Linked DNA regions of Bicyclus anynana: region 2 is linked to region 1. The links are chromatin contacts, called in public Hi-C maps. All regions are on one chromosome and are shown on one strand. Each heading gives the region's core, a stretch centred on a gene start, on an enhancer-like site or on the middle of the called end of the contact. The rest is flanking DNA. Distances are from core to core; before and after follow the strand shown.

Region 1 (4,030 bases), core at 1,404-3,903:
AATAAAATAATAAATAAAATAGCCTTTTATTTTGAACAGCTTTTGGTTACATGAGTGTTGTTTGATTTAATTGATTATATTATGTCCCGCTGTTCAAAGTGTCTTCTGACATAGGCCTCCTCCAGCTGCTTCCACTGCACCCTGTCAGCCGCAACTCTGGTCCAGCGTGGCCCCAGGGTCAGGCGGATGTCGTCCTCCCACCTTCTTATTGGACGTCCACGTTGTCTGGTACTGACCCTTGGGTACCAGAGTGTCACCTGCTTGCTTCATTTATCGGTTGTGCAGCGCAACATGTGTCCCGTCCAACGCCATTTCAAGAGGTCGATTCTAATGAGAACATCAGCGAGTTTTGTCCTATGTTTTATCTCACTTGAGGTGATCCTGTCCTTTAGTCTTATACTCAAAATACTTCGTTCCATTGCCCTCTGACACTTAGCTAACTTTTCTCTATGTTTTTGTGTCAGGGACCAAGTTTCGCTTCCGTATGTTATACAAAGTCTTCGCAAAAGTTATCCTAGAAAGAATTGCACAACAACTGAACGAGAATCAGCCTATAGAGCAGGCTGGATTTAGAAAAAACTACAGCACAATCGACCATATTCACACAATCAAACAAATTTTAGAAAAGAGCAAAGAGTACCAAAAGCCTGTTTATATAATTTTCGTAGACTACTCTAAAGCATTTGATAGCTTGAATCACAACTACATTTGGTCAACACTAAAACAGCAAGGAGTGGACATCTGCTACATAAATGTCATGCAAAACATTTACAGACAAAGCAAAGGGAGTATAAAACTGGAAACGATAGGTAGCCCATTTCCTATAGACAGAGGTGTTAGACAAGGAGACCCACTGTCACCAAATCTGTTTTACTGCAGTGCTGGAGAATATCTTCAAACGCCTTGACTGGGCTGAATATGGTCTGAATATAAATGGCCGCCGCCTAAATCATTTGAGATTTGCAGACGATCTCATCTTGCTGGAAGAGGACCCATATAAAATACAGTAAAGAAGTAGGCCTTTTAATGAATACTGCAAAAACAAAACTAATGACTAACTCAAAAGAGGTTGATATAGTTCTGGATGGAAATAAGCTCGAGTATGTACAAGAGTATGTGTATTTGGGTCAGATAATTGCTCCTATAGACCAAATGTCAAAAGAAGTAAACAAGAGAATTGCTAGTGGGTGGAGAAAATACTGGTCACTAAAGGAAATAATGAAAAGCAAAGAAATAAATATGTCCATTAAGAGGAAAACCTTCAATACGTCATTGTACTCTACTCTACTATTAAACGAGCGAGTTGCGCCTCCTACCACACGTCCACGCTCTCTGGTTCATCTGCTAAACAAGTCTGATCCTGGCGAATTAGTCGAGTCCATTTTGTCCAGTTGCTACTAAAATCATAAAATTATGTTTCGCTAAAGCGAAGAAACAACTATGAAATTTGTTACAAAATATTTAGACCATGAGTGTTCATGGAATGTTAAGTCCACAGAATACCGTAACAAACAAATTAAACAATCAGCCTACTTAGATTTAAAAGTAAAGTAAAGTAGTCCGAACTAGGCTTAAGACATGTATACAAAATTATAATGTCTGAATCACTGAGATCCTGTTAAGCTACATAATTTCTTGTGCTTTATTTGTGTTTAAAAATAACAATGTTTGCAGGTTACGCGTGTCGCGCGCCGCACAGAAGCTGGGCGCAGACTCCAATTACTTCCCCTCTATGTACAGCCAGCACGTCACCAGCGCATACTACGAAGGTGATATATGACGTTATACTATCACATCAGCCTGTATTTAATGGTCTGCTACAGGTCAAGCTTCCCTAGAAAACATTTGGGACTTAGACATGGGTGATATTATTTGAATATGCAACAATTACTATTTTAATATAAAATTTCATTATAGTTGGCAAAATGATACTTTTCCTGGGGATTTGACTTTTTTTTTTTGTTCTATTGATCTCGTGCGATCAGTCGATGGACTATGAGCAGAGGAGTTGTAGGGAGGTTTGGCGGTTAGAAGCAACTTTCCCCAGCAGGAGAAGCTTCATATATATGTATGTCATATGTGACTTTCAATCAAGAATTTGCCGTCTTTTCAAACGTCGAATCACCTGTGGTGTCGTTAACTGGCATTTATTTCATGTATATTTCATTATATGAAGCTCTCATACAAATCCAATATAGTTCCACAATTACCCACCAGTTGTTATCTGAACCATTGCAGATTGTGCTTTCTGATGTTTGAGGGTGTAACACCAACAAATTCCTTGCTCTATGCTGGGACTGAAAATTTCAAAGCTCAGACTAGAAGCTGCATATGCTATATATTATTATAGGCTCCAATGAAGGCGTTTCCTACTAGAATATTGTCTGCTTTATTAAGTTGCCATTTCAATTGATCTATCTTAATTTAGATCTTGAATACATTTTTTATACAATATGTATACTTTTAGGCTAGTCAGCGATGTGTGTATTGTACTAATATACATATTAATTTACTTGAAGGTGTGGAAGGGTCACAGAACGGCGGAGGGCTGCACGCGGTGGCGGCCGGCGACTCCACGCTGCGGGAGTACCTGGAGTGCTCCGTCACCAGCGGCTCGGGCTCCGGCCTGCCGCTCATGGTGCAGCGCACGCTCGCCAAGCAGGTCACGCTCATCGAGAGGATCGGCAAGGTGAGATCACCTGGACCTTGGACCTGCGCCAGAGAGATTGTCTTATCTTGAGAACTATGTTGGCATGCAGGGCCGGCCCGTCCATACGGCGAATGGAGTAGTCGCTTCAGGCGCCAAATCCTAGAGAGCGCCTAAATGATAGTCCTAGTCAACCGTAGACGGTACTGCGCCTGATTTTCAATTGGTCACCCCAGAGTATGGTCGAGATCTTCGCGTACCATTCTTACTTTACACTCATAATTTGGTATGAGTGTAAAGGAGAGGAGGAGAAACAGGAGAGGCGCCATAATTGGATCTCGCTCCATTTTAAAATTTACTTTGGGCCGGCGCTGTTGGCATGCAACAATTAACTGATATGAAATGAGTGTACTAGTAGAAGAAGAGGACTCAATGAACTCGTGGTCCGCAGGGGCGGTACGGCGAGGTGTGGCGCGGCTCGTGGTACGCCGACAGCGTGGCTGTGAAGATCTTCTTCTCGCGCGACGAGGCCAGCTGGCGCCGCGAGACGGAGATCTACAGCACAGTGATGCTGCGCCACGACAACATCCTCGCCTACGTCGGCAGCGACATGACCAGCAGGAACAGCTGCACGCAGGTACTACTTACTGTTGATTTGACAGCTTGACTTGGGGAGGATAGCTGGTGGAAGACGTTGATGTAATCGAGCGAGGCTTTTAATATGCGTGCTGCCATCTACAAGCATAGTCAAACAGTGTTTGTTTATTTAACTACCGGTAGATGGCGTTGTTACAGAACTTTGAAACTATCCCTTTTTGTTTTTTTGTAAGAACTTGTAGCGTTGCAGTTATGCTCATAAATGGCGCTTTTTTTAAAGAAGTTTTACTTCAGTTGTGTGGCCTATAGTATACTTGTTTTTTTAATTTTATTTAGTATTTTATGTATGCTTACAGTTATGGCTGATAACGTTATATGTATAGATGTAAATATAACCAAAGTGCAGTAATGAAGACTTGTTTCGTTACAGTTGTGGCTGATAACGCACTTCCACCCGCTGGGCTCGCTGTACGAGCACCTGAGCCGCAGCACGCTGACGCGCCACCAGATGATGCTCATCTGCCTCTCCATCGTCAACGGGCTGCTGCACCTGCACACCGACATACACGGCACGCAGGTGACGAATACTGCGGGACTTGCACAATACACGAGAACGTTTCACCGTTTGCAAACTAAACGTCGATATGTTGCAGGGTAAACCGGCAATCGCGCACCGGGACATAAAGTCCAAGAACATCCTGGTGAAGGTGAACGGCGAGTGCTGCATCGCGGACCTGGGGCTGGCGGTGACGCGCCAGCACGTGGCGGCCGAGCTCACGCACAACC
Region 2 (3,937 bases), core at 800-3,299, 84 kb after region 1:
GTGTTGTAAAATTACTAACCAATATGTATGAAAATGGGCTTTACGGAATGTGAAAAATGCGGCTATGATAGATTTGATGTTAATTAGGGATATTTAGTTAAAATTAGTGTATAGACCAGCTGCACCAAGGTCCATAAACGTTATTAGCTCTCTAGGCACGACGTGTACTACCAGCCTCCCAAATTCCCTATGTAGGCACCTACCTACTAAGAATTTCTTGGTAAAAATAAAAACTTGTTAGTTACCTATTACCTATTTTAATAGCCCGATCAAATACCTCTAAATAAGTACGTGTAACATTTTATAGAAAATAAAACTTCGGAAAAACATACACGGGACCAAGATCATTATCACTACCTACAGTTCGTGCGCTATAGCATGGTGCGGGTGACCGTTGCCTGTATGACGTTCATAATACGTACTATTACCGTGAATCGCGGCAAACTCACTAGAATGAAACGAACTGTCACCCGCACCATGCTACAGCGTACGAACTGTAGACAGTAAGATTTAAAAAATCGCTACCAAAACTCGCCAACACGCTTCGAAGCAGCATGGTGGGTTATCAGTAGTCATACTCGGCTCAACAGAAACCAATACCTACGTGTTCCGTCGAACAGTAACTTAGTTTGATAATGATAATCAAATAGATATGGGGATATGAAGGGGCTAATACGCAAATCATAAACGGAAACGCCTCTACCTAGCCCAGTGGTTATTACCTCTGCCTCTGATACCGGTGGGTGTGGGTTCGAATCCGGTCCGGGGCATGCACCTCCAACTTTTCAGTTGTGTGCATTTTAAAAAATTAAATATCACGCGAAAGAAAAACATCGTGAGGAAACCTGCAGACCAGAGAATTTTCTTAATTCTCTTTGCGTGTGTGAAGTCTGCCAATCCGCATTGGGCCAGCGTGGTGGACTATTGGACTAACCCCTCTCATTCTGAGAGGAGACTCGAGCTCAGCAGTGAGCCGAATATGGATTGATAATGATGAAACGGAAATGCTGGTGATGTCAGTGTACATGGCCGTTATTACATAACATCAGAGGATATTTGCCCTATGGTAGCGAAAAAAAAAATGTGCCGCAAAGGATACCCATATGGCAAGTTTGATGAAAATACCACGACATATGGCAGCAGCTGCTGATAGCGTCTAGTTTGAATTTCGAACGTTACAAGGAACGCGTTCTGATTGGTCGCCCTTTATCAGCGGGGCCAGCGTGACCTAACGGTTGTTTGCGCCCACTGTTCCAGGTAAAATAATAATAAGCAGCTATATACCTACACAGCGCAGGTATGCTGTCATTTCAATCATATCTATTTACATTATAGTGCCGATAAAAATGTTATGATTAGCTCAGTAAGTACCTGATGAAAAAATACTATCCAAATAGCTAAACTATGAGGGTTTGATACTTGATAGTAGTAGGTAACTTCCAAATTCAAATAGCGACCGGCAAACTGGCGAATTAACACGTGGAACGAAATAAACAGCAAAAAGTAGAATGAACTTTTAAAATCAAATAAATAATAACTTTGTACACATAAAAGTTAAGATATGAATTGGCATTATACTACAATACAAATCACAGTTTATCATAGTTACTTTCGTGTACGACCTTAGTGCAAAATTTCCTTTGGTAAAGAACGAGCATGCGCAAAGTTGAAAATCGAACGCGGCCACCACCCCATTTCGAACTTCGAATAGCAAATTAATCGTAATTTACAATACAAATAAATAGGTACCCTATCAAAACTATTAACCACTTCTTTGTAATCGTAATTTCTTTTCTACCGCAGGTTGAATTTGAAAGAGTCACAAAATGCCGGCCGGTCGCATTCTCTACTTAATCACAACAAAAAACCAATAACTACGATATTTACCTTGGCGCCGATCTGGTTTCCGCACTGTCCGGCCTGGATGTGTACGATTTCCCTCATTTTGTGATTTGTGAACTTAATAAATTACTTAACACTAATATATTTGTCTGCTCTGCAGTCCGCACGCTCCACGTACTTTCGTGGCTGGTTGAAGAATAGTCGGCGTTCGTTTCGGCGAGCTATCCACGAAAGCAGTGTATCGAATAGGGCTGTTCCGATAATAGTCGATAACTTTTGTCGCATTGCGACATCTCAAGTTGTCTTATTGCTTAAAATTGGTCTATTTTTATATATATTATTATATCGTTACTATATTTACAATGGATATTGTTAAAATAATTTTTTTTTAATTCGGTTTGTATTTGGATAAAATATGTAACTACAACATTATTAATAGTATTAGGTACTGTGCTACAATACTTTCTTGTGCTTCTGCAGTATTTTATATAGCAAAGCTGCTCCAAATCGCTGCCAAGAATTGCTTACAATTATGTTTGAACGATATACCATTCTTGAAAATACATTTTGAAACGGGAACGATTTCTATTTTTACAAAATTTTATGGAAACTTAAGACATGGTATTATGTTATATTTTTATCAAAGAATATGTACATTTTTTTATAAACGTCTGCTACTTCGTCCGCGTAATCGCGTGAAACTCGATATAAACTTTCAAACCCTATTTCCTGTAAATAGTTTTGCATGTTTTATATGTAATAAATTATAGTCCACTAATCATTTTACAAAAAGATAACTTGAATCGTCAACGATTTATATAAAAAACTTCAACCAATTTTTAACTCTTTAGGTAGGTTTATATATATATACAGGAAGAATTTTTTTTTAGTACGGATATTTTTATATTTTGTACATAAACAAAATTTAATGAACACGTATTTTTTCTTTTTTTTTTTCATAAATAACAAAGTTATCGTTAGCTAAAGTTATTTACGTTTAAACAGAATTTGAGGGTCACCCTATCGCTGTACTAGGTAATAGGCAACTACAAAATCAGCTGGTAGGTAGGTTAGCGAGCGCCCGCGCCGAGGGCCGTTGACCTTTGTGCGTTTATTTTATTTTTGTTTGATACCTATTATTTTTATAATAATTAAAGGTCGTCACTTTTGAGCTGAGTACCGATATTCCTTTCATACTTTATTGGGCTTAGGGCCATGAATAATGCCTGAAGTGCATGCGTAATAATAATAATAAAAACTATGAACTTTCGATTGAAATAATGAAATACAAATGATGATTATTATTACGCAAACTTTTGCATTAAAGGCGTATTTAAAAAATTGTAATCAGCATATTTACATTAATCAATGATATCTACTTACTAAGTTTGTTTTTGTTAATTTGAAAATTTTAATCACTGTATTTTAACAATTCTTCGAAATGAAGTCCATTCCTATCAAGGCACAACCGAGCACGTTTTAATAAAATTTTCATTTAGTTTATTTAAAACACTTGTTCCTCACATTAGGCACTGCGGGGTTCAGGATTCCTTGGGCTCGTGGCCTAGGAACACTCACTCGTACATTGTGCAAGCTGCACGAAGGCGTTCATTGCTGAGTAAATACACTCGCCCCATTTCGTAATAGTCGCGATTTGAAAATCCCGACATAGTAAATGCGCAAGCGACGGCAGATTGTCTGTCACTGGTCGCCCATCGGCAATTCGGTAGGCGTCCTCAGGGATTTTTCGATCCCCTCACCTCTGCCACCCCCGTCAGTCGAAGCCGAAGCGATATGCCTACGGCCGGTATTTCTTTGTCGGCGTCTTACAAAGTGCCGCCAGCATTTGCGCAGTTTGTTTGGTAATGTGTCCATTATTTTGTTATTTCTGAGACATAAATTGATAAAAAAAAATTACATAAAATGTATCGAACTGTTTGTAGATTTATGTTCTATTAATGATACTGAACCACGAAAAAAAATATCGGTACTAAAGTCCGAATCACCCTGTATATATATATATATATATATATACGAAGCCATCTATGGCTTCGTATTCTAATTTTCAGGATAATTATTCTAGAACTTGTTTTCG

What was found. Hi-C and Micro-C count contacts between places; a contact is called where the count stands out from the background.
Region 2: a contact with region 1 is called in a Hi-C map of whole larva, with 3 times the contacts expected there. The contact joins the promoter of LOC112053962 here to the enhancer-like site in region 1. A contact is called at or near these places in 2 of 2 Hi-C or Micro-C datasets (whole body and whole larva).

What each region holds. Positions count from the first base shown.
Region 1 is chr2:18,579,263-18,583,292 of ilBicAnyn1.1, forward strand. It overlaps LOC112056596 (activin receptor type-1), which reads left to right. Exons shown (of 10, transcript XM_052889166.1): 4 at 1,675-1,769; 5 at 2,520-2,689; 6 at 3,099-3,284; 7 at 3,675-3,821; 8 at 3,898-4,030. Among protein-coding and RNA genes, the nearest start is that of LOC112056596, 5.4 kb to the left of the region's middle. Within about 2 kb of position 2,654, at least 8 of the 8 cell types and tissues checked have open chromatin away from gene starts, as enhancers often do.
Region 2 is chr2:18,664,289-18,668,225 of ilBicAnyn1.1, forward strand. LOC112053962 (tubulin beta-1 chain) reads right to left here and starts at 2,050. Exons shown (of 2, transcript XM_052887496.1): 1 at 1,888-2,050. The coding sequence starts at 1,944.